4 separate regions of the Sus scrofa genome follow, and all the other regions are linked to region 4. A link is a contact called in public HiChIP or PLAC-seq data. All regions are on one chromosome and are shown on one strand. The core of a region is the stretch at or near the end of the contact, and the rest is flanking DNA. Distances in the headings are between cores, read along the strand shown. Region 1 has its middle 40 kb from the start of ARPP21. Region 2 has its middle 22 kb from the start of ARPP21. Region 3 has its middle 170 kb from the start of MIR128-2. Region 4 overlaps ARPP21 (cAMP-regulated phosphoprotein 21).

The links. HiChIP or PLAC-seq counts read pairs in DNA pulled down with a chosen protein or histone mark.
Region 1: an H3K27ac HiChIP or PLAC-seq map of skeletal muscle shows a contact between it and region 4. The contact joins two enhancer-like sites. A contact is called at or near these places in 1 of 47 Hi-C or Micro-C datasets (skeletal muscle) and 1 of 2 datasets of contacts at active chromatin or transcription factors (skeletal muscle).
Region 2: a contact with region 4 is called in an H3K27ac HiChIP or PLAC-seq map of skeletal muscle. The contact joins two enhancer-like sites. A contact is called at or near these places in 1 of 47 Hi-C or Micro-C datasets (skeletal muscle) and 1 of 2 datasets of contacts at active chromatin or transcription factors (skeletal muscle).
Region 3: an H3K27ac HiChIP or PLAC-seq map of skeletal muscle shows a contact between it and region 4, with 2.9 times the contacts expected there. The contact joins two enhancer-like sites. A contact is called at or near these places in 2 of 47 Hi-C or Micro-C datasets (fetal skeletal muscle and skeletal muscle) and 1 of 2 datasets of contacts at active chromatin or transcription factors (skeletal muscle).

What each region holds. Positions count from the first base shown.
Region 1 is chr13:20,912,525-20,918,301 of Sscrofa11.1, forward strand. No RefSeq gene overlaps it. Among named protein-coding and RNA genes, the nearest start is that of ARPP21, 40 kb to the right of the region's middle. Within about 2 kb of position 3,942, at least 4 of the 83 cell types and tissues checked have an H3K27ac peak or open chromatin away from gene starts, as enhancers often do. A contact at or near this core is called in skeletal muscle, where this site is marked.
Region 2 is chr13:20,930,496-20,937,102 of Sscrofa11.1, forward strand. No RefSeq gene overlaps it. Among named protein-coding and RNA genes, the nearest start is that of ARPP21, 22 kb to the right of the region's middle. Within about 2 kb of position 4,501, at least 16 of the 83 cell types and tissues checked have an H3K27ac peak or open chromatin away from gene starts, as enhancers often do. A contact at or near this core is called in skeletal muscle, where this site is marked.
Region 3 is chr13:21,206,670-21,212,785 of Sscrofa11.1, forward strand. No RefSeq gene overlaps it. Among named protein-coding and RNA genes, the nearest start is that of MIR128-2, 170 kb to the left of the region's middle. Within about 2 kb of position 1,997, at least 4 of the 83 cell types and tissues checked have an H3K27ac peak or open chromatin away from gene starts, as enhancers often do. A contact at or near this core is called in fetal skeletal muscle and skeletal muscle, where this site is marked.
Region 4 is chr13:21,064,807-21,070,882 of Sscrofa11.1, forward strand. The region is part of intron 20 of ARPP21 (cAMP-regulated phosphoprotein 21); the gene reads left to right. Among named protein-coding and RNA genes, the nearest start is that of MIR128-2, 29 kb to the left of the region's middle. Within about 2 kb of position 2,960, at least 10 of the 83 cell types and tissues checked have an H3K27ac peak or open chromatin away from gene starts, as enhancers often do. A contact at or near this core is called in fetal skeletal muscle and skeletal muscle, where this site is marked.

The DNA.
Region 1 (5,777 bases), core at 2,692-5,191, 150 kb before region 4:
GGAAACAACTTTTGTTTTCTAATGAAGATGACCAAGAGCCCACTTTGCAAGATGCTCTGCAGAACAAAGTTGCGAAGTCCATGTCCCCAAAGAGGGGATAGTCTTTGAAGCCTTAAACCCCTTGGGAACAAAAACAGCTGAAAAATTGAGAGAAGGACAAGTGCCAAAGTTATGCTTCGGGTTTTGGAAGAGACAGGATCTTATGGTGAATCCAGGAAGTAAGAAAGTTCGACTCTTAAAACATCTCATCTATACTTGCAGCAGCTGAAGAGTAGGGAAGCTAACATGTCTCTTGGGGAGCTGAATATCTGATGAGTTAGTCCACTGGGCGGGCATACTTCAGTGCCTTGTTTTGATTATATCACAAGTCCACCCCTCCTGCGCATTTGGTTGTGGTTCCTTCTTTTTATCTTTAGTTGTAGATATTTTCTGGTAGGTTTCAGTCTTTGTCAAAGATGGTTGCTCTGCAGGTACTTGTGGTTTTGGTGTGCTTGTGAGAGGAGGTGAGCTCAGAGTCTTTCTATTCAGCCATCTTGCTCCATCCTCCATTGCTTGTGTTTTCATTAGAGTGCAGCCTAGCTGAGTAGCTGAATCAGAACTAGCAGCTCTGATTTGGAGCCAAGAGAATCTCTGAGGACTGGAAGAATGAGAAGGTAGCAGGTATAAATAAAGCATTAATTAATTTACTGATTTATTCATCAACCAAAAAGATTACTAAACTCCAGAAAGCATTCAATCTGAGAGTGGAGAAAGATTTGAGTGAAAATAAGTATGTACCACAATATTTTTTAGGTAAAACACAGGTCATTCCTGAGATAAGAAAGAAGCCTAGGAGTTTCTGCTGTGGCACAGTGGGTTAAGGACCTAGCATTGTCTCTGGGGCGGCTCAGGTCACTGCTGAAGCATGGGTTCGATCCCCAGCCCAGAAACTTCCATATGCCTTGGATGTGGACAAAAATAAGAAAGCCTAACGCAGAGAAGAAATTATTTTCATCACTGTCATTTTTATTTACTGTTCATATTAGATGCTGAGAAAACTCAGGTTTGGGAATCATTAATTTTTTCCTCAGTAGGGATGGGGTGGCATTTGAGCAAGATCTTGAAGAATGAGTGTATGCCAAAGACTCTAGGCTACCCTCTCCAAATACTGAAGATGTGCTGTGAGGTGGTATTATGCAGCAACCATTACTAGTGCTCTGCCTTATGTAACAAGAGGCACAGCATGAAAAATAAAGGGTCACAATTATTGAGTTCTAATCATGATTGCCAGGCTTGTTTCTTTAGCTTAGAGAGTTAGTTCTAATAGCTACAGAAATCAATGAGACCATGGTTTACTGTAAGTCTTTTAGACAGAGCTGCTGCTAATTGCTCCGTAACTGTGGGTCAGACCGTGTTATCAACATTACTTCTCAAGTGATCCTGTTCTGGTGTAATTCTCCTTTTAATGGCTATTTGTACACAACAGCAGAGTGAGAATGGCCCTTGGAGACATCTTGTCCAGACTTTTATCATTGGAGCCTTTTCTCCAGACACAATACTATTTAACATTGTAAACAAATCAAAGAGAAGGGCTGGACACAAGAAGCCTTGTGTGGCCTGGTCTGTTTAACCACTGCCCAGACTCACAGCTACAGTGACCCTAGAAGAAGCTCTGAGGACACCCTGTCACCTCATCAAAGAGGGTGATCATTGTATGGTCTGACTGTTCTTACAGGTAAGGAAAATGATACCCAGATTAATTAAATGATAATTTTAGGTCATACACAAGGATTGCCAGTGGTACTCAAAATTCATATTACCTCTTATTTTAGCATGGTTAATATCCCAAATCTCCTTAGTAACAAATATCAGGGATTGGGTACAAAGTGTACAGTAACATTTTGGCTACTTAGAATAAAATTCACTTAATTCCTCCATCTCCTCACATGAAACAATATGCAGTAGAGTCATAAAATCTCAAGGGCTTATGAACAACACAGAATCCTTGACCCCATTCTGGAATTAATAAATTAAAATGTCCTAGGTCAGAATGAGAGATATTTGAGGTGATTTTGATATAGTCTGTCAGCCAATGGAATTAAGATTTGTCACAGGACTTACTGTTCTAGGGGACGTGTAACTCATAACACTTTGGAACTTAGAACTTCATGTGCAAAAGAATGTGTGACATTTCACCTAACCACAGGGGCAAAATGACTTCAGCTAGGGAAGAGTTACATAGAGAATTACCAGCTGCAGTTTGGATAAGCAGCGGGCCTTTCCACCTGCCTTGTGCAGATTTCTGCGTGAAACTCATTGGTCTGACATTATCACATGAGAAAAGACTATGGAAGCCACCTCAATAGTCTCCTTCAGTTGTCCCTCTAGATGTAATCATCTGACGGTAAGAATCTGTTCTGGTAATACTTTGCCTTCCAAAATTAAGTCTACTAAAGATCTCTTGGAAAGACTCAGTATGTCAAACGTATTCTACTTTGATAGTGTTTAAATTAGAAAAATCCAAATTCATCCAAAGTATTTAGAGATACCTTTCATTATAAAATAACGAGTTTCACAGACTTCAGAGGGATCTCATACATAAGAGTTTTATCTCCATTTTTTATAGAGATTGATGGGGCTGAGGGAGCCCACATCTAGTTAGTGTTGGGGCTAAGCCTTGTGTCAAAGGCCAGGAGAGTGAGTAAATTTTTTGAATAAATTATTAAATGGTATGTATATAAAATCAAGTTTCCTGTAGAACCTTATATACATGAAGTTTGAAATAGTTTAGAATAAATAAAAACAAAATTGGATAAAGAGGAAATTTAATTCAAATTGGATTATACATTACTTGAGAACTTTCTAAATCATTACTATTATTTTTCAGCTTGTGTTTATTGTAAATCAGTTTTGGCATACAGTGGTTTAAAAGGGATTCATCCTTATTAGTTTCTCAGCAAAGGGGGAAAATGCAGTGAAACTGCTTAATTTTTATGACACTGTGATTTTAGATGGAAATTTTTCTACAAAGAGAGCAAAGGCCAGCATACTAATGGCAATGATTCTAGAGACTGTTCTAAGAAATGCTTAGGCCCTTAAGGAAACATGCAAGCCTTTTAACCATAACTCACACTTGTCAGCAAATTCATTTTATACACTGAAATGTGGCTTTTGGCAAAATTCATGGCTCTGCCTGGCTGTGCCTTTGACTATGGCTTAAGCAACTGCCTCTGACATTTCTCAAGTCCATCAGCTGAGGAAAGAGATGGGAAGAGGCCAGCTCTGTCTCTCGATGAGAACAGAAACAAGAGGCTTTGCTATCCTCCTGCCCTCTCTGCCCAGCCACCTCTTTTTGCCAGTCCTTGCTGGAACAATGAGAAAGGTAAGAGATTCTCAGGAAATGCTGCTTCCTGATGGTGAGGTGTCTTGATCTTTGTGCCAGCAAATGTTGTGCTTGGACATGTATTGACTTTTGAGCCAAATACTAAGTTTGAATCTTGTTTTCTCCTCTGAGATTTTATGCAGATTATTTCATCAGTTTGAACTTGAGCCATCTCTGGGCCTCAGTGTTCTCATTTATGGAGTGAGAAAGATTAGAATACTAGCTCCTTCTCAGATTTGCTGAGTTCACTCTTTTTTTTTTTTTTTTCCATTCCTAGAGCAAATTTCTCCTTAATGATTATTTTCTCTGCAACCTTCATCATAGATTCCATTCCAGATGTCTTGCTTTTGCCAGGTAAACCAGTTAGCTTATGTTAGGTAATGAACCACCCTAAAACATTTTAAATACTTCAAACCATTCCTGAGCTCAGGGTTCTTCACACTGGCAATTTGAGCCAGATTTAGCTGGATGGGGTGTTATGGATTTGTCTGATCTTGGCTGGGCTTGATGTATAACTGCATTTAGCTGGTAAGTCACTCAGGGCTGCCTGGGACAGGTGGACCTTTCTGGAGAGGCTGGGTTTGTTCCCATGGAAATAGCAGAGGTACTGAGAGAGCCGAGTGGAAGGCATAAGACTTCTTGAGACCCAGGCTTGGAACAAATACAACGTTTCTTCTGCCACATTCTTGGCTAATCAAACCATAAGCCCAGCACAGATTTAAGGGGCATAAAGTGTATTCCTTTTCTTAATGGAGAAACTGAAAAAAATTGGTCCAGTGTTTTCAGTCTACTAAACCAGGTAAGCTCTTTCTAGAAACAATATTAATTGACAGAAGGAATGGTGTACTTCAGAGGATGCTCAGTTCTTCGTCACATCATTGAATCTGATTATCGTCATCTATAAAGCCAGGCATTTGTACCAAAGCTTTGCTATTTTATTTTAATTTAAAATTGCATCTCCTTGTGATTCATCCCAGAGCTAAGACAAGCATGGATGCCATGCATTCATTGATTAGGGGGTTGGGGCACCTCTTCTTTTTTTTTTTTCTCTCTGACAGGTGTCCTGGGAAATCCTTCTGGAGTAGCAATCTGGACCTTCATCTCATTTTGCCAATCTGATCACCCTAGGGTAGGATGATTTAACAGGAGTAATTAATCATTGTGTTTTCCGAAATTGGAAGCCAAGGCACATTAGCCTCATACCAGAGAGCATGTATGCAAGTGAGGGGGTTATGAAGGAGTGTGTGTAATGAGAGAGGTGAGAGTCTTATAATTAAGGAGGAGCATAAATAATAATGAAAGTCATTAGTGCCACTCGGTTGAAAGAATGTCATAAATGTAATTGGGGCATTAAAGTGAAATCCATTATGACAAACATTAACACATACAAAGGAGGGGAAAATGTGGTTATCTTGAGTTTGACAGATAGTGTCAGCTTCCAGTGGGGCCCAGATGGCATTCAGGAAAATGTTATGAGCAGTTTTATTTTAATATTTTTGGTTATGTGATATTTGGGAATCGAATGACACAAACACATGAGGAATTTTTACATGCCTGGCCTTGAAGCGGCTGGCAAAGAAGGGAGGTCACCGGAGGCAGCAGTGAACTGGAGGACTTCCATCTCGGATGCACGGTGTTTTTTTTCCTTAGGTGTTGCGATAACTCAAGGCATATGATGTAGTCTGGCATTTTTCCTCTGTGAAATTCCCCGTTGAACCAGACATGCAGTTTGGATGCTTTCTTTAAAAAATAGCAAAGTGTGGGGAAAGCGACAGAGATGAGAATGAGGACATTTAAACAATTATGCAGGAAATTATATGATGCTAAAATTGAACATGGACAGACTGTTCAATGGCAGGATTCCCACTCGTGCTGAGCTTTGCAAAGGAGGGGATTTTTTTTATTCTTTCTCTATGGGACTGTAATTTTTGAGCATGAAATAATTCAGAACATAAAACAAAAGAAAATTTTAAATATGTCTAGAGATGGAGGCAAAGAGAAACAAAAAAGAAGGCAATTGTTACAAATATGAGAGAATTAGGATGGTGTGTGTTTGGGTGTGTGTTCATTTGTTCGTCCAAAAGGAGGAAATGATAAAATATGGCAGTGGTTTGGAAAGAGAGATGTTCTTCTCTGGGGTTTCTTTTCAGGTCAGGACATGTACAAAGGAGATCTAGTCTCAGCCAGCAGGGGCATCATGAGAATTCAGTGAGTCTGTATATGCAAAAGGCTTAGCATACTGGCTAATGGTAAACCCTCAATAAATGGGAGCTCTAATAACTATCATTATAAGTGTTATTGTACGTCAAGGCTGGTAGGACAATCCATAAATAGGGGGAGTTCTAGATTATTCATGCATGATGTCAAGGGGGAGGGATATACTGACTTCTGTGTCATGTCCACCGTATGCAAAGAG
Region 2 (6,607 bases), core at 3,251-5,750, 130 kb before region 4:
CTGGTATTTCTAACCCCAGAAATGCTGAAAAGAAAGATATAATTTAGTCAACAGCCTTTCGTGTCTTTCGATGCTCAGATGACAGTGACAGATTTCCTAAACTTCTCTTTAGCAGTTTCCTCCTGTTTCTTCTTATTGTCTCTCCTCTAATTTAGATGCATCTCCATGAAAATACTATACACATTCACTTTTGAGGAAATTTCTAGATCGGCCCTCTCAACAATGCATCACTCTTGAGTGTGTGTGTGTGTGTGTGTGTGTGTGCGCGCGCGCACACGCACGCGCTGCCCAATGTTCATTTACGGTCTGCCTGCGAGAACACTAAGAGTTCACGGAGATCATTTTTTTGTACTGCACCCAGCAGACTATAGAGGATCTGTGCCATCAGAACATTTGGTTTCTACTCTCCCAAGTCCTTTTTGTTTTTGATCGTGACATTTCTTCATGCTCAGATGCATACGTGATGTAACATTCTTTGTTGATGTTCTGAAATGTGTTTTACAGTTATTTTGGCTTAGCATGAAATAAGAATAGGGAACTAAACTTTTCTGGTTAAAATATTATATCCCCTTCCCCCTTATTTCCCTGCCTTTCTGTACCAGGCATATTTGTATAGCTTTAAACCCAAGACTGGTATGTAATAGACCCTAGACTGTTTTGTTGGAAACAGGGCAAATGAGAAATCTCTCTAGAGGGTTTGTGGGCCTTTGTTGTGATGGGGGAGAATGCCCTAAAGGGGAGTTCCTAGCAGCCTAATTGTTGAGGAATGATGGAAGTTCAACAGCATGGAAATTCTACTTCTCGCTTCAGCTGAAAAGGTGCTTATAAAGGTAGCTGGGCTATTTTAGCAATTTGCCTTATTTTGAAAATCCAATTTGAAAGCTTCATTAAAGGGCACTAATTTAGTGTCTTAAGGGACTACGTGTTTAAAGGAGCTTGTCGACAATCTTAGATGTTTGCCAGCATGTAGGTGAGCTTAACTCCCCAAGCTGGGGTTACCTGGTTACCTGTATGCCTTTTCATTTCAAACATTATCCTAGATAAATTCAAAAGTGTCCAGACCAAGAGAGTAACAGCACAGCTTCTGATATTCAACCTAAACTTGTTTGGCTCAACACATGACAACCAATAAATCGGGAGACAAGTTGTTAGAGCAAGAATAATGACTTTATTCAGAAAGCCAGCCGACCAAGAAGATGGCTGACTAATGTCCTAGAGAACCATCTTACTCTAGTCAGAATTCAGGCTTCTTTTATACCAAAAAGGGGAGGTAGGGCCAGGGTTGGGGGGAATGGTTGGTTGCTGCAAACTTCTTGCTAAGGAATCCTTTGTTCTTGCAACTGTCCATGTAGGTCAGGTCAGGATGTTCCTGTAAACCTCCAACAAAATAAATGTTATTTGCTGTTCTACAACTTTGTATCTATATGAATGGGAAAGTGTTATATCTTAAGGGCCAGAGCCTTGAGAATAGGCTTTCCTGTATATTTCAAGATATAGGCAACAGTCTTAAAGCAAAAGCAATAGAATACAAAGGTTAAAGTAAAAGAAACAGATCCAATATTGAGTCAGATTTGTTCTTCCCTATTACACTTCCTCCCCCCCACCACATTACCACTACTTCCCACCCCCAAACTTAGGATACTTTCAGTGCAGAAACACCTCTGCATCAGCATTGTAGATGTCACCTACAAGTCCAATAAGGTAGATAATCACTTTATGAGTTTAAAAGTAAGTATAGGACAGGTCAAGAGCTTTAAGAAATGGTAACTGTTTCAAATTATTTAAGGAAATACACTTTCCAAATGTGTGGAAGAATCACTTATTGCCTGCCTAATATTCCCAGAAGTATATTTCAGTCCCACACTGGGATGCAAAATTTAAAATGCTAATTATCTATATGGCCTCAAATAAGCTTGAGCCTTCTCTAGTTCCTAATTTTTTGACTATATATTATGAGAAAAGGTAGAAAAATTTAGCTGAATTAAATTAATGTTATTCTTTTGGGGGATGCTTTCCATTGTAAATAAAGGCTAAGCTCTGAGAAATTGCATTTTTTATCATTAAGCTTGTCTATTCACTGGTAAGATATAGAAATGGGTTTTTTGTTTATTTGTTTTAACATAATCACTGAAGTGTGTACAAAGAGTGCTGATTGAATTCCCCTTCCTCCTGTTCAATGGTTATAATTTCTAATCTGGTTTATAGGATGGAGTTTGTGTGTGTGTGTGTGTGTGTGTGTGTGAACTTTCAGAGTGAGATCTGATTCATTGTAGAAAGACTGTGTGTTAAGAAAACACTGTAAAGGTTTCCTGTTAGTAGATTACCCATGCATCCATTCAGGAGATGGTTAGGTGTAGTTCTGCATAGAAGAAAAATCAAGCACACTGACCCTCTTTCAATGAAGTCCAAGTTGTGTGAATTTAAGACACAGCACAACCTGGCACAATAGTTTCCCCCAAGGAAAGTAGGTTTTTTTAGAACATGACTTGAGATGAAGGAAAGGAAAAAGAATTAGAAATACTTTTAATGAATTTTCCCTTGAATTCCATATGGCTGGAAGGAGAGGAGAAATGTCTGTCAAAATGCTTCTGGAGAGGACTGAGTCAAAATGCTCAAAAAATAGATTAACATAAGGGTCTTGAATTCTTTAGGCTTCATTTGCTGAAACTTCGTATAGCAGATTTATTCTTATTCCAGCACAAGCTGATCCCCAAGGGTGACAATTTCTACTGTTTGGGAAATAATTATCTATTCATCAAAGACCAATGTAACCTTATCCTATTTTTTTCAATAGCATTTACTAGAACTACACATATCTGTTTGGTATTTTAATCAATGTCTTAGCATATATGAACAGGGGCTACAGCTGTTTGAAATTACATTCTTATAAAAATTGGAAGTCATATCCCTTAATAAATTTGTTTATAATATCTGTCATTGGTAATGGATGTCAATAAATGAACTAAAAGGACATGGACATTTTCATGGCATGGTTTTACGCTAGTTATTTATTTGTTGTCTATTCATGAGGTTACTAATTGCAGCTGGTAAAAGTTGATTTTCTCCTCTTCAATTTATTGTGGAATAGGGCATTCATTGCACCAGATCCATAGTTATTCAGCGTCTACATTTCAGAAGCTGAATTGCTGGATACTGTCAGAATGAGCTTTGGCAATTCCATGCAGGCATGTACAACTATAATTTTGCTTCACATTAATAACAGCCTGGCAAAGAAGCCCAGAATCAAATGCCTTGCTCTCAGCTGGGGGCAGAAAGCCAGAGTGATCTGTCTTGGCTAGTGACCTATAATGTTGGGAGAGTAGGCTCGACATTCACTCAGGAAGGGTGGGCGGTATTCCGGAAATGTATTCCCATTCCTCCACTATTCCCTTTTTTTTTTTTTTTTTTTTTTTTTTTTGGTAGTGTGTGCCTTGAAACAATGGAAAAAAAAATGAATTACAGGTAATAAAAATAGCACATTTCCAGAACAAACGGGAAATGCAGCACTTTTATTTCTTGGGATGTCAACTCTGCGCCCTGCCCCACGCCCTAGCCTGCCCGAGTTTCTGCGGCACCTCGTTGATTCTCAAGCAGCACTCGGTGGGCAGAGGGCTGGGCGGGTGCCCACTGGGAATGCGCTTGGCGCCGCGCGCCTGGTCTTGGGGTCTTGCTCAAAGCCTCGAATCTCTGAGAGCTCTGAGGCCAAGGCTTCACTGGGGTGGAGTGAGGTGTTATTGTTGTGGGATATTCTCTGCAGAGTTGGCCTGGAGAGTGAGCCCCAGAGGAGGGGAGTGAGCCAAGCTTCGCCGACAGTTCACGGGAGTCGGGAGGCGCCCGGGTGAGGTACGTGGGGTGCTCGACCTGGGACAGGAAGGACTGCGTGCCCGCGGGTGGAGAGCGGGGAGTCCGCGTGGAGGGGCAGGGGGAAACGTGCCAGTTTTCTCTCTGATGAATGATGCTCACGCGAGCGCGCGTGGCTCACCCGCTTTGTCTCCAGCCCAGCGGCGGGAGGAGAACCGCCGAGGGATGGATAGCACCTCACGCGCCGTCTGCACGGGGCAGGTGCCCGCTCTCCTGCTCGGCCAACTCATGCGCGTCCCATGCCAGAGGCCGGGTCCCCACAGGCGCCCGGCCGCGGCCATCTCCGGGGTGTGGCGGGTCGGGGGCTGGAGTCTGCCGGCCGAGCAGCTGCCTCTCCACATGCCATCCGCGCTCGCTGCCTCTAGCCCGGGCGGGGACCGGACACGGCCAGGGCTTCGGGGAGGAGCCGGGAGCGTGGGAGGGCAGGGGCGCGAGGAGGCGGGGAGGGGGACTCGAGGGACCCAGGGACGCCCCGAGCTGACTCTCTTGGGGGGGGGGGGGACGACGGGAGAGTGACAGAGCGACGGACAGGTGGAAGCAGTTAGACAGCTGGAGACGCGGAGACCAGCACGCAGAGGGAGGGAGGGAGAGGCAGGGGAAGAGGAGAGAGAGGAGGCAGGAGAGAGAAGCATCCTTGTGCTCCCTTCCTCCAGACGCCCTCCTCTGTCCGAGGGAAGCGGCCGGGGGCACTGAGTGGCATAGCGAGAGAGATGTAGGCACTGAAGACGTGAAGGACCCTGCCTTGCTAGTAGGACTGAGCGGCAGAAGGACAGACAGACCAACGCGAGGGGCAGCTCGGAGAGCGGAGCGTGGGACGAGAAGCTCGAGGGCTGCCAGGCTGAACGACAGACGGCCAGACAGACAGAGGTGCTGGGACCCACTGCCAGACAGACAGGAGGCGGGTGCACCTTGGTGCTCTGCAGCTAGCAGGGCGAAGAAGGCAGCAGCGGCGCCCCTGGAGCGAATTCTGAGGAGCAAGGTGTAGCCGGGGGCCGCGGGGTCGTCTGCCTAAGCCGCCGCAGTCGCGGCTGCTGTGGTCGCTGCAGCCCTGCCGGCAGCCCAGCGGACGCCGCAGAAAGGTGTTTTTACTAGCAATTAAATAAATCGACCAAAAATAACAATAATAAGCCAAGCCAAACCAAACAAAGCCAAATCAATCCGTGAGAAACAATTTCAATAAAAGCCAAAAACTAAATCAAATCAATCAAGGCACCAGGACGCTGGGGGGATATCCACTGTTTGGTCAAGGTAATAATCAAGGTCTTCCGACGTGAATGTTGTACGCCCTTTGTGGGCTGTTTTTTGTTTGTTTGTTTGTTTTCCCCTGTCTGCCTTACGTCTGTGTTTTTCTTTCGAATTGTTCCTAATCTGTATTTCTCCTTGGTGTTTGTAGAACACTATTGTTATGTCTGTATTCTGTATTTTTATGTTTTGTCAAAGGAGGGGTAGACACCCCCTCGCCCGAGTGAGGCAGACTTGGAAAGCTAGGAGAGAACTGAAAAGGGCAGGTCTCTTCATCAGAAAAGTCTGCAGTGATTTCTGCAGGTGTCTTGGTAGAAAGTTTGCAGTGCTCTTATGTCATTTGAAAGACCTATCCAAGGAGCCAAAAGTTCTCATCTGTGGTCTTCACAGGACAGGTTCTGACTCCCAATGGTTTTGGGGTGAAAAGGTGGTCAGTGTTATATTTACATGTTTGAAATCTGTGTTTCATTGCAAACTCCAAATTGAACTTCTCCTGTTTCAGGTTGTAGATACGGTGGTAGAACTGAGTTGAATTAGAAAGGTGTTAAGAAAGTTTCTTAGGAAGGAAAATTGACTCACTGGATATTTATGCATAGAAATAAGGCTGGAGTGGATGTGGTTGCTGTCAGCTGCTTGGGTCCCGTATCCGGAAATTACAGGACAAGGACAGAGTCCAAGCCTGAAAGGAAAAGCAAAGAAGAAATTGAAAGTTATAGGATGGAAGGCTAGTAAGTGTGATATAAGGCTGGAGGAAATCACTTTCACAAGCATTTGGGATATCCATTTTAATTTCTGATTTTTTAAGTCTGCTGTTATGACCTTTCAGCCTCTCTAAATAAAAATGATATTCCCCAAAGTTGGAGTGAATCTAGACAAGATTTCATTTCACTGCTGAGTATATCCAAATGATTCCCACCTCTTTCTCATTCACTTTGGAGGTCAAAATGGCTATGATTGTTTTAAGAAAACAGAGAAATGGATGACAGGAAATCATTTTTCATTTGGTCAAAGTTAGACAACCTTTGACACTTGAAATTAAATGCACCTACTCCTTTGATTCTCTGTATTTGTGTTACTGCAGAGTTTGCAGGTCTTCATAGGATTTTAGTGAATGTCATTTTCACAGGAGGCAATCATTTGGAAATTTAGTGCTCTGGCTATGTTTTGTGCAATAGCAGAGTAGTCAACTATCTTGGTGGTAATTGCTTCTGCCCCCCTCCTAAAGTGGATGCACATGAGAAATTATGCATACACTCTTTTCAGTCTTACATGGATTTTTAAGGTATGTATTTGTGTTCGATCCTGTATTTTCCTTCTTATCACATTCTTATACTTAGTATCACTTCAACTAACAGAATGTTTTTAAATTTTCGGGAGAGTGTATTTAGAATATTCTTCCAGGAGTACACTTCCTCCTTGCAAAAGATACAGAATGCTAACCTATTGCTACTTTTGCTTATTAAGACTAATATTTGGTTTAAAGTAATTTACTTTAAATGTGGTT
Region 3 (6,116 bases), core at 747-3,246, 140 kb after region 4:
CTCAACCGAGGAGGCTTTACCTCCAGTGGAGAGCAATAACATCATGATGCTAATGATTCATCAACGTCACCTGGGAATTTGTTAGACCATCACTTCTCAGAGATCTTCCCAGAACCTCTGAACCAGGAACTCTAGAACTGGGACCAGGAAATCTGAGGGGCAAAAACTCTCCAGGTGATTCTGATTCATAATAATAGCTGAGAACAATTGTAAGTCAGTTCTCCAGAGAATGGGTCAGCATTCACAGCAGCTGCAGGATGGGTGCACAAGCCTCAAGAAGGAGACTGATGATTTCTATTAGGGCTCAGGGACGCTTTGTACAAAGAAAGAAAAATGGAGGCTAAAATCTTAAATTTGAGGAGATGTTAGTTGGTTAAAGGAGGTATAGTCTAGATAGGGGGAGAATAATATATCAAGGTTCTAACATGAAAAAAAAAGGTTATAGTTTATTGAAGAATTGACTGAAGGGTCATATGGCCAGAGCATCAGGAGCTAGGTAAATAATGGTGCCAGGTGAGACTTGAAAGGTATGCTGGGGTCAGAAGAGCACTTATAATGGCTAAAAATAACTGCAGTTTACATTTACGGAGCACTTGCTATGTGCCAGACACTTTGCTAAGTGCTTCTTACACATTTTAATTAGTCCTCATAAAAAACCAGGAGATTAGATGAGGACATTGAGCCTTATTCACTAGCTCCACAAGCACAGTACTGAGTTATGGAGCAAGTTTTGATGGAAGGCTTTATCTGGGTACAAAACTCCAACTCTTAACCACTACCCCACTCTGACGTGGTGTGGATTTTTGTTTTTGTTTTTGTTTTTTGTTTTTTTTTTCAATTTTTACAAAAATTACTTTTTTTTTTTTTTGGTGATGACAGAATGTTTACTCATTAAATTTTTTTTTTTTAATTTTTCCCACTGTACAGCAAGGGGGTCAGGTTATCCTTATATGTATACATTGCAATTACAGTTTTTTCCCCCACCCTTTCTTCTGTTGCAACATGAGTATCTAGACATAGTTCTCAATGCTATTCAGCAGGATCTCCTTGTAAATCATGAGCTGTAGTGTAGGTCACAGACACAGTTCGGATCCTGTGTTGCAGTGGCTCTGGTGTAGGCCGGCGGCTACAGCTCTAATTAGACCCCTAGCCTGGGAACCTCCATATGCCATTGGTGCAGGCCTAAAAAGACAAAGACAAAAAAAAAAAAAAAAAAAAAAGGATTTTTGGATTCTTATTCGAAAAGCCATGGGAAACCACTCAAGATTTAATTATAAAAGTGGTGTAGTCATGTTCGTATTTTATAAAGCGCATTTTAGCTGCTTTCTGGAGAATAGATTGGAGAGGGCAAGATTATATACATGGTAAATAAGTTCATGTGCTTGACATTTGGGAATGTTTAAGTAAATTTTGGTAAAAACACTTGATAGACCAGAATTCTATGTTTATAAATAGCAATTACAAATAAATATGGAAAATAAACATGCAAAAATGCTCATGTGGTTATTGACAAATAGAAGGATATACATTTGTATTTATTTCTACCTATTTTATTGAGATATTATTGTTACTGGAAGGGGGACCCCTGTCACTCCCTCCTTTTGGCCCCTCTCAAATTCTCCGGGTTGGTTAAGTTTCTGTAATAGTGTAACAGCACAGGAGCACTGTGTTCCTTATCTAGGACTTCCTATTGTGAGACAGCTCATGCAAGTAATTATTATTGTGTCTGGCTGAGGCGGGGGGCGGGGGGGCAGGTGTCCCATCGATGGGTCCCTAAAAATGCAATTGACATATAACATTGTGTAGGTTTAAGGCATCCAACATGAAGATTTGATACACACACATGCCTAAAAACAGAAATACAAGTTCTAAATATTTATCTTGCAAAATAAACGGCAATTGCCAGCCATCTAATCCAAAAGTACCTGCCCCCTACTGCAACTATTCTTTTTTTTTTTCAAGCCTCCCAATTATTGCAGCTATTCTTATATTCCCCACTCAACTTCAGAGAATGTGATTTAGTAGATCTGGAGTGGGGCCCATTTTTTTAAATCTACACTAAAACTAACCAAAACAACCAAGTTCCCTAGCAGATTTAAATACACAGATTTAAATACAGGTGTCCTTACTCAAAGGACTCTGCTTGCTACTACGCCCCCTCCCTGTAACAAGCGCCGAAAACTCCACCTCTCCCCAGTTTCTTCTTACCTCAGGATCTGCTACAGATTGCGCAAGAATGTTTCCCCCAGTCAAGGCTAGATCTCATCTTACAGGCACTCTCGTAGGTCTAACAGCTGCATTTCTACGATCTTTGCTCTGAGTTGGGCAAAAGACTCTGGCGGTGCAGAGGTCCACAGCTCACTGATCCTCTGGTTTGAACGTTGACCTCAGAGGTGAGTCAATTAGTACCTCTCACGTAGGTTGCGAGTTCGCTTAACTTGTGTATTACCTGGGTTCCTCATTCTCGGATTCTGGGCCTGTGAGGTGCTGACCTCGAAGCCTAGGGAGAAGGTGGGGGCGGGGGCTGGAGAACTGGCAAATAGAGTGGTCTTGATGTAACAAAGACCCCGGGGCTGAGGAGGTTTAGGGAGATCCGAAACTGGGGCGGGAAGACAGTCCGAGAGGGTCCAGGTGAGAGTGTGGAAGGAGTAGAAGAGATGTAGAACTGGCAATGGCTGCACTAAACATTTATAGAGGAAAAATAGACACAAAGAATATATATCAAGAAGCAAACCAGGAGAGGATTTCAGCACATTATTCCAATGATATTGCAAGATAGGGACCCATTTTTATTCCCAAACAGGATGAGACCCTATTCTGCAGAATTTGGGCTTGCATGGAGAGAGAAACAAAAAGATTGTGTGCTAATCCCAATTAGAGCCAAAATTTGAATCTGGAAGCCAAACTATGAATACCCTGGTCCAGAATTTTAGCTGAAGTTATTTTTCTCTATGCAATGCCTCCATTTGGTGTAAGAAAGTACTGAGCAGCAGCACTTTTTTTTTTTTCTTTGACTATTATATTAGGCAAACTTTTCTCCAAAAAGCCATTTGCAGTTTTCCCAGTTGGATCTTGGGTCATGTGGAGATGGCGTTTTGCCATCTTTGGACCCTCATTTACCCTGCCTTTTTCTCTCTCATCTCTATCTCCACACCTTTCTCTCTCATCTCCATACAGCTAGTTTTTGAATGACTCCATCTATTGGTGCATGCTGCTCCAGTTCCCAGGCTAAACATCAGAGCTGAAACAGTTTATCATAGCTTCAGCCTGTCCACCTGTTGAGATCTGGGTATTAAATTTTATTGCCTGTGTCACCCAGTGTCTGGTTTTCTAGGACTGAGATCCTGCAGCTTTAAATGTCAACACTTTTTTCCATGGCAGGACCTCCTGCCTTAATCTCACTTTTTAGCTTAAAAACATCTTTTTCTTTTTTAAGCTTTTTCATTCTATTTTCAGAATATATCTATTAGCTAAGGAGAATTTGAAGCACTTTAATTACTATGTAAGGAAATAGGGATGCTGATAAATGTTTAAAATTATACATGCAAATGTAATTATTTCTATACTATTTTGTCAGACTCTCCATTCTGAGAAAGATTTTTTTTTTTTTCCTGATTACATGTCACTGTGTGTTCCGGTTTCCCTTTTACAGGAGTGATGGTCAAATCCCACTCGCTTACAGAAATCTTTCCCCTTGCCTTTTCCACTGGATGGGAATCTATATTCTACACCCCCAGGCACACTAACACATATGTGGCATTTGAATGAATAGTAGAAAACACAACAGTAGATCTGCCTGGAAAAACCCTACAAAATGACTGCCATTTTTCACACATTTTTTTTCTTCCTTTTTTGTTTTTTGTTTTTTTTTTCTTTTTAGGACCCGAACCTGCGGCATATGGAAGTTTCCAGGCTAGGGGTGGAATTGGAGCTACAGCTGCCCCTGAGGCATATGGAGGTTCCCAGGCTAGGAGTCAAATAGGAGCTACAGCTGCTGGCCTACACCACAGCCACAGCAACGCGGGATCTGAGCTGCATCTTTGACTTACATGGCAGTGCTCAGGAATGCCAGATCCTTAACCCACTGAGAGAGTCCAGGGATTGAACCTACTGCATCCTCATGGATACTAGTCAGATTCATTTCTGCTGTGCTACAATGAGAACTCCCCCATTTTTCTTTTAATATCACCACCAGTAATTTCTTTGTGTTAAGAAAGAGAAGGTTATTCATTTCATTTAAATATAAAGATTTTTAAAATCATTTCCTAACTGCTGAGAACTTCTATGTTATAGCAAATTGGAAAGATGCATGAAGTAAGGATTTCTGAATCAGAGTCTCAGCCTCTGGAGAATGAATAGCTTGAAGGTTGCACAATACTATGAAAACACCCTGGAGAAAGAAGGTGGAGAAGTGGGCCCAGCACACAGAAGAGGACCATCCCTGACCACTACCATTGGCCTTGCTTATGGTATGTTTCAGGTACATTATCTCATTTAAGACACATTTAGTCTTACGAGTGAGGTAGCATTCATGTCTCAGAGAGGAAATTGAGGATCAGAGACAGGAGACACTTTCCAAGGTCATGTATCAAGTGAGTGGCTGCATTAGAACACAATATTTTTGGATTCTAAATCTGTGTTTTTCCCCATATCCCACAATTTAAGGACTTCAGATCTTCACTAGGACCAATATCTGTGCTTGCTCACCTGTGTTCCTCCAGTTCCCTCAAAGCCATCTGTAGTGTAGCAGTCCTCCCTTATCCACAGGGAGTATGTTCTAAGTCCCCAGTGGATGCCTGATACTTGGAATAGAACCGAGACCTATATATAGTATGTCTGTTTCCTAGGCATCCATACCTACGATAAAGTTTAATTTTAAATTAGGCAAAGTAAGAGATTAACAACAAAAACTAGTAATAGAATAGTCATACTGTAAAAATGTTATACAAATGTGGTCTCTCTCTAAATATCTTATTGTACAAATGTAATGTTTTTTTCTATCTTAACTAAGCACTTATATATTGGGGCTCTAACTTTTTTGCAGTTTAAGGTACAACAACAAAATTAGCACAAATTTATTTTTCCCTCACAATTTCATGGAAGATTGATTTTTATTGTAGATCTGAGCAAACTTCGCATGTGATTTTTTTTTCCCTTATTGAGAATTTTTCCCTTTTCACATAAAAGAAGCACTTTACAGCTTCTCATTGGCATATCCAAACTGAAATTATCACCAGTATTGTGATTTGGGGCCATTATTAAGTAAAAGAAAGGTTACTTAACACAAGCACTGTGATACCAAAAGTTGATCTGGTAACTGATACAGCTAGCTGGACAAAGATGTGATTCACATCCTGTACTGGATGGAGCAGGACAGTGCAAGATTTCACTATGTTACCCAGCATGGTGTGCAGTTTAAAACTTATGAATTGTTTATTTCTGGAATTTTCCATTTAATATTTTTGGACCTTGTTTGAGCAGGGGTAAGTGAAGCCTCAGAAATCAAAACCACTGATAAGGGGAGACTACTGTATCAGCTGTAGGATAGTATTAATAGTGTTAATAAGGGTGCTTTTAGTGAGTTGTCAAGCTTTCTAGAGAATGTTGAGAGAAAGTTGGGGGTAAGTTTTACTGGTGAATAATATAAATTATTTTAAAATTAAATAAAAAAGGATGCATTAATGGTACATGTCATGCAATTAAATGTCCGTAATTTTAAAAGATAAAATACAAGTTCACAGACATTGTGATTTTAGAAGCCCACATCAGGCTATCCCCCAAAGCTACCCTGAGGGCCCTCATTCCCTCTCTGCTACTAAGGCTAATAATGTTGAAAATTGAGAAACATTAGGAATTCTCTTGTGGTGCATTGGGTTAAGGATCCAATGTTGTCACTGCAGCATCTTGGACCACTACTGTGGCATGGGTTCAAGCCCTGGCCTGGGAACTTTCACATCCTGTGGCATGGCCAAAAAATAAATAAAAAAATAAAATTGAGAAACTGTTTAATTAAATGCCTTCTGGAATGGATTAGATTTTTTTTGCCAATGAGTCTATCATTTCCTTGAAGGTGGGGATTAAGAGAGAGGTAAGAAGCTAAGTGTCCCCTTGTGTAC
Region 4 (6,076 bases), core at 1,710-4,209:
AAGAGGCAGTTGATGTGGAAACAGCATGGGAGCAGAGGCATTGCTTAGAAAAGTATGTGGTAATTTGGCCTGAAAGCTCACAAAAGTTTACCCCTAACTACAGAAATAAAAAGTGTACAACACTGCAGGAGTGTGGGGGTGTAGAAACCATTAAGAAGAGGTTTCACAATCCCTGTGACTCGCTACTTGAGTTTGCCATGTTGTCACAGTTCATGGAACCCATTGCATCCGTGCAAATATAAAGGCACCTAGAAAGCTTCTCAACCATAGCATCTATGGACTGCAAAATACTCATCTGAAATGTACATCTTTTTGGTTGTCTCTGAGATTAAAACCAAACTTGTTTTATATGATGTTCCTTTTCCTAGCATAGCCCCAAATTAGGCTTCTAAATTCTCTAAAAGAAGAATCATCTTTAGTCTTTTAGATGTCTAAAGTTACTCCTTTTACTCATTTCTTTTTTTTTTTTTTTTTTTTTTTTGGCTTTTTAGGGCTGCACCCATGGAATATGGAGATTCCCAGGCTAGGCGTCAAATCAGAGCTACAGCTGCCGGCCTACACCACAGCCACAGCAATGCCAGATCTGAGCCAAGTCTGCAATCCACACCACAGATTATGGCAACAGATTACAGATCCTCAACCCACTGAGCGAGGCCAGGGAACAAACCCACATCCTCATGGATACCAGTTGGATTCGTTTCTGCTGAGGCACAATGGGAAATCCCCTTTTATTCATTTCTTTTCACCAGCTTGGCCTAGGAAAGAGTGTGGCTTAGTTTTACCAAGTCATTTCTTTAAGGGGGTATATTAATGTTAGTAAGATCAGTAAAGTGGCCCAGTGTTCTGAGGCTTGGGAGCCATGCTTAAGCTGCCTTTCCTATTGGAATAGTAGCTTTTCACCTACTTGTAAATAGAGCATTAGGAAATAGCATGTGGTTCTTTCTGCCACAAATAGCATTTACTGTTTGTGGTGAAACAGTTCCTGCCACAGTTGTAGAAGACTCTTGAAGAATGGCCCCACCAACACCCAGCCTTCAGAAGTGCACACGTATTTGATTACACGTTTTCACAGGTGGGCAGTGGCTTTGTCAACTTCCCTTGACACCATAATGGCAGAGTATTATTTTTGAGCTTGCTAGATACCATGCGGAAGAATTAAACCTAAAAGGTTAAACTTATAAACAGTAGCCTGCTGACTGTCTTCCTATGCCATGATTCTTTATGTACTGATAGGCAGTTTGTGTTTTGTATGTGATTTCTGTGACAATAGAGAGGTGATGTGGAATTATGTTGGTCAGTGAAGTGTTGTTTGGTGTGGCAAATAGAATTAATTAATTGTCAATAGAGACCCAGGAGAACAAGGAGAATGTCTATCAGTATTGGAAAAACATGAAGGTCATAAATGGCTAGAGGAATTGTCCAGCCCTGTCATCCTTCATTTAAGAGACTGGAGGTACAGTGAGTTCTGTGCTCTGCCCAGAGCCACAGTGTTTGTCTCTGTGACCGGAGACCCCATTGGGAAAGCATTCTTTTCTCTTACTTCTGTTGGAAACTGCCTCTTCCTTGGAACTAGAGTCACACGTAGCCAGATGGGAGGGCAGAAGAGGTGAGGACAAGAGGGATTCCCAGCAGGACTTGCACTCAGTCTCCTCACCCATAGGCAACTCAGTGTCCATTGCCTGCTTTACTTGTTGACTTCTGGGTTCCACTCTTGAGAAACAAGATGTCTGGGTGGAATGTTACATAACATTGTCGTCACGCTTTTTATCTATCGGAGTTTGTTCAATGATAACAATACATTACACATATGCTGTGTGCAGGAATTGTAACTGCATGAAGAGTCTGGGGTGAGTGAAGCGGGAACCATGTAGCAAAGATAAATGACACAGAAGCAGTCTCTTAAGGGACTTGAGTCAAGAGGAAGAAAAGTGACTCTTGAAATCATTGTATTGTTATATACATTAGCAACTATTTGTAAAGGCCTTTTGGACTATATTCAGATGAAGAAGATTTTTTTTTGGCTGGGGTTGTTTACTTTCTCCTAAAAGATATTGATAGAGATTGACTTTAACAGACTGACCTTAACAGACTCTGTGAAAACCCAATGCATGTGAAAAATTTTTTAAAAAATTTAAACCAAACCTAATATCAGATTTGGCTCAGGTTCAGTATTCTCTTTTTAAGTAGCAAATGTAGCTGTTCTTTGAAGCCATTAAAGTTCTAATTTTGGTTGCAGTTGGTTATTGCACCCCGTCAGAAATATAATGAATTTGGCAAGTTTAATGTGAAGCATCTGGGGGCATCTGTTCAAGTATCCAATGTCAATATCAGCTATTCTTGGAAGTGAGATAAAAAAAAAAAAGAATATTAAAATGGAAAACATCTTCCAGAGCTTCAGAAATTTGCAACAGAAGAAATATTTACTAAACTGTCCTCCAAAAAAGCCTGTCTAAATTTTAGAATGTTAGAAGAGACCTTAAATAGATTCAGTTTAGCCCAGGACCCTCACTTAATCACAGTCATGTTTATGGTGAGGAAACCAAGGCCAAGGATGATTAAGTTACTTGCTGAGAACCAGACAACTGAGTACAGGTCGTGAGCTGAAGTTCAGGTTGCCATACAATTGGTCATTGATTGGCACAGCCAACCTTGTCTCGGAAATCAGGAGGTTTTCTGCATCCAGACATGAGGCCCTGGCCTCCTGGGTGGCCCCCACAGCCTCAGTCTCTCTATCACATGTCAGTCCTGCCTTTCTCAAAGCCAGCCTGTTTTCTTTCCAGTCCAATGAATTTACCTCTGCAAGATATAATCCTCCTCTCTTTTTATTCTACTTTATTTCAGGCAGTCATCTGTGTGGTGATCATGGATTTCTTAGTCGCAGATAAATTAAAGGGCTTCAGATGCCTGAGAACAGCTGCACAGGCTTCGCCTGGGTTAATGTGTTGATGTCAGCCTCTTAGGGCAGGGTGCAAGCTGGAGCCTGGCTCAGCTGTTCTTCTAGAACAGGGCTTCTGTAACAGAGCCTCACATTAGATTACAATTATTTTTGCCTATAGCAGGCTGTTCTTCATAGATATTTTACTTTCTATGGAAGTGAGATAAAAAGGATTTTATATTTCAAAAGATGGTTTTCTTAGCCTAAGCATTGAGTTTCTTATTATTCAGGGGACTCAAAACTGTCCTGAAAAATGAGTGGAAAGTATATCATCTTGAAGATTAAGCATGTTATTAGAGTGTGATGCCTTCTGGGCAAACCCTGAGGGTGGTATACTCTTGGCAACAAGTGAATTTCACTTTCTTAAGTTATAAATAAAAGCAACGTGAGTGTTTTCTCTCTATATGCCAGACAGCATGTTTACTGTTGATTACTGTGTAATCCTCACCCCAATCCTATGAGATTGATAGCATCAATTGTATCACCTCCCAAATTTTATAGATGATGGAGACAGAGGTATGGCAACAAGTTACCACCCTGGGAGACACAAGGAGTCTGTCCCCGAAGGCTGGGTCTTCACTGTAATATATACTGCCTCTTATGACCAGATGTCTTTGCCTGCAAAATAAAATAGCAATCATCTTTGCTTTCTCCCACAGAAATGTTTTTACTGGTCTTAGGATGAGATGTTTGCATCCCCTGAGATGTGGTTAGGTTCATGGTCATGGTATTAGATATCAAATAGTGGTTCCTTCACACCTAGGTAAAGCAGTTGTAATACACCTATTTTTAAACTGCTCAACTATGTCCTTCATCATGATCTTGTTAATAATGCCAGGCCGCTTAGGAGTTATCAGTCATGAAATTTCATCATAGGAGCTTTCCAGGGACCCTCACCTGCTGAAACACCAACTTTCCTTAATTAAAATTTTATTCTCAAAAGAAACAGCTCTGTTTTTTAGTCAGTTAATAATGAAACTAATTATCATGCGTGGCTTCAGCTTTGGCCTCATCTATTTAAGTGTGGGCATTTTTAGCCTTGTGTTCCCTGGCAGTGTTATGAAAGCAGCATCCGCCAAGTTGTTACTGGGACATTCTGCCCACTCTGTGTTAATCACAGTTTTGTAAGATAGTGTCTGTGTCCTGCCTTGGCTGGTAGACAGTTCTGTTGATGGGAAGGTCCAGAAACCCAACGGCCCAGGAGGGTGTTTTTATTTTAATGTAGCTGAGATAAGATGGAGAATGCCCCCCCCAAAATATGCTTACCAATTTAATAGCAGATTAGAAAGGATGTCCCAAATGACAAGCAATTTTTTTAAAGACATGGCTGGAAATGCTACTAAAGGAGAAACATCTTCAATGATGTACTGTATACTTTGGGATGTCCGTAAGACAATTCCCTCCTATATTCAATTCACAAAGACCTCTCAAAGGAGCACCCTGCTTCTTTTAGCAGCCTCTCTCTCTCCCTCCCTCTCTCTCTCTCTCCCCCCGAGAGAGATCATAGATGCCTGAACTTGTCTAAGTGACATTAAATTGCTCTTCATCAATGCAAATTTATTCCTTCTGAATTCCTCAAGCCCCCCCCCCAGTTCTTTTTAATATTTAGGATCTTGCTGGAAAAGTGTATTGAGAAGTTAACTCATTTTAATCGTGTTATATCTGAATGATAAAGAGTGAGAACTGCTCATCTCTCCCCGGAGATCAGGAGTTTTAAATTCTGGATTTCATGATTGGGTTTCTGGAGTTCCTGAAACCAGAGAAATTTTGTGCAAAATTTTTTTGTGTGTGTGCCCCAGTAATATTGACTAGGAAACAGGTTCAAGACTTCCATTAATTTTTCAGTGTAATCTGTACTCCTTTCAGTGTAATCTGTACTCCTCCGTACCTGCTCAATGTCAGTGCCCTTGATCAATAAACTTCCTAGGGGCACCTATTTTTTTGTCGCCTCCCTTTCAAAGGTTAGTGAGGAAATGAAGCAGCAGTTCCTACGCTGTGGACATTAGGTCTTCTGGGAATCCCTGCTGTTCAAAACAGTAAATATGTTCATTTGAAGAAGATTAATACATCAAATTATCATAAGCCTCCTCCACCATCCCCCCAAAAAAGGAATTCAGCAGATGAGGCCTGAGTAGGACTGAGATTAGAGGAGAGAGCTGCCATGACTCTGTCATTCTTTCTGGCACTATTTTGGACCTAGTTATCTGCCAAACCGATTTAAATAGTTTCAATTTGAAGCCATACATTATTTAATTGATATGCATAAAGGAACACTGGTTAAAGGCAAGAAGACAACAGCAAATGTTGCAATGAAAGTTATGAGGAGCACAGAGTGACATTTCTCTAAATTTGCATCAGTAAAAATCTTCATTCAATTCCTGAAAAAAGTATATTGATGTATACATAGACATATATGCATATGCATACACATGCAAACACATGTGTGTATATATGTGTGTCTGTGTGTTTGTATGTGTACATGCCTATATATGATAACTGAAAAATTTCTCATCTGAACCCATACTCATTTGAGAATGAAAAGTAAGACTGTTAATAATTACACTAGAGTAATTGGCATTAATAGACACTTGTGGTCACCCTATATATAAATGCAACATTTGCCTCCATTATTTACAAAAAAACAACTGTGTTAGAAGTTGTTGAATTAAATTTTAATCTTAATTTTGTGCCCCTTTGTACAGTATATATTAAATAAAAAACGATGATTAGAAATAAATGAATACATACATACATTCCAAAGTTTGAGAGGAAAATAATGACATTTATATCCAATTTATTTTTTCTGTAGGAAAAGTCTATCTATAATATACAGTGTGTTTTTTCATGGATTTTTTTTGTGCAGTGAGCAGCCAGAATCCTTTTGTCTCATGTCATCAGTTAGAAACAAAACAAAAAATCATAAAAATCAGCTAGTTGATTTTTAATACATTAAGTGTAACATTTCCAAACATCAAATAAAAAAGCATTTTTAGTCTATTTTGGTACTTCAACATGCCTTTAACCTAAATGCCCATTTTATTATTTATTTGGTTCCTAAGTTCAACATTTTGAAAGGTATTTAATCACAGATCATGATTTCTTTTCTCACATAGTTAAATAGAAAGCAGATGAAACACCACG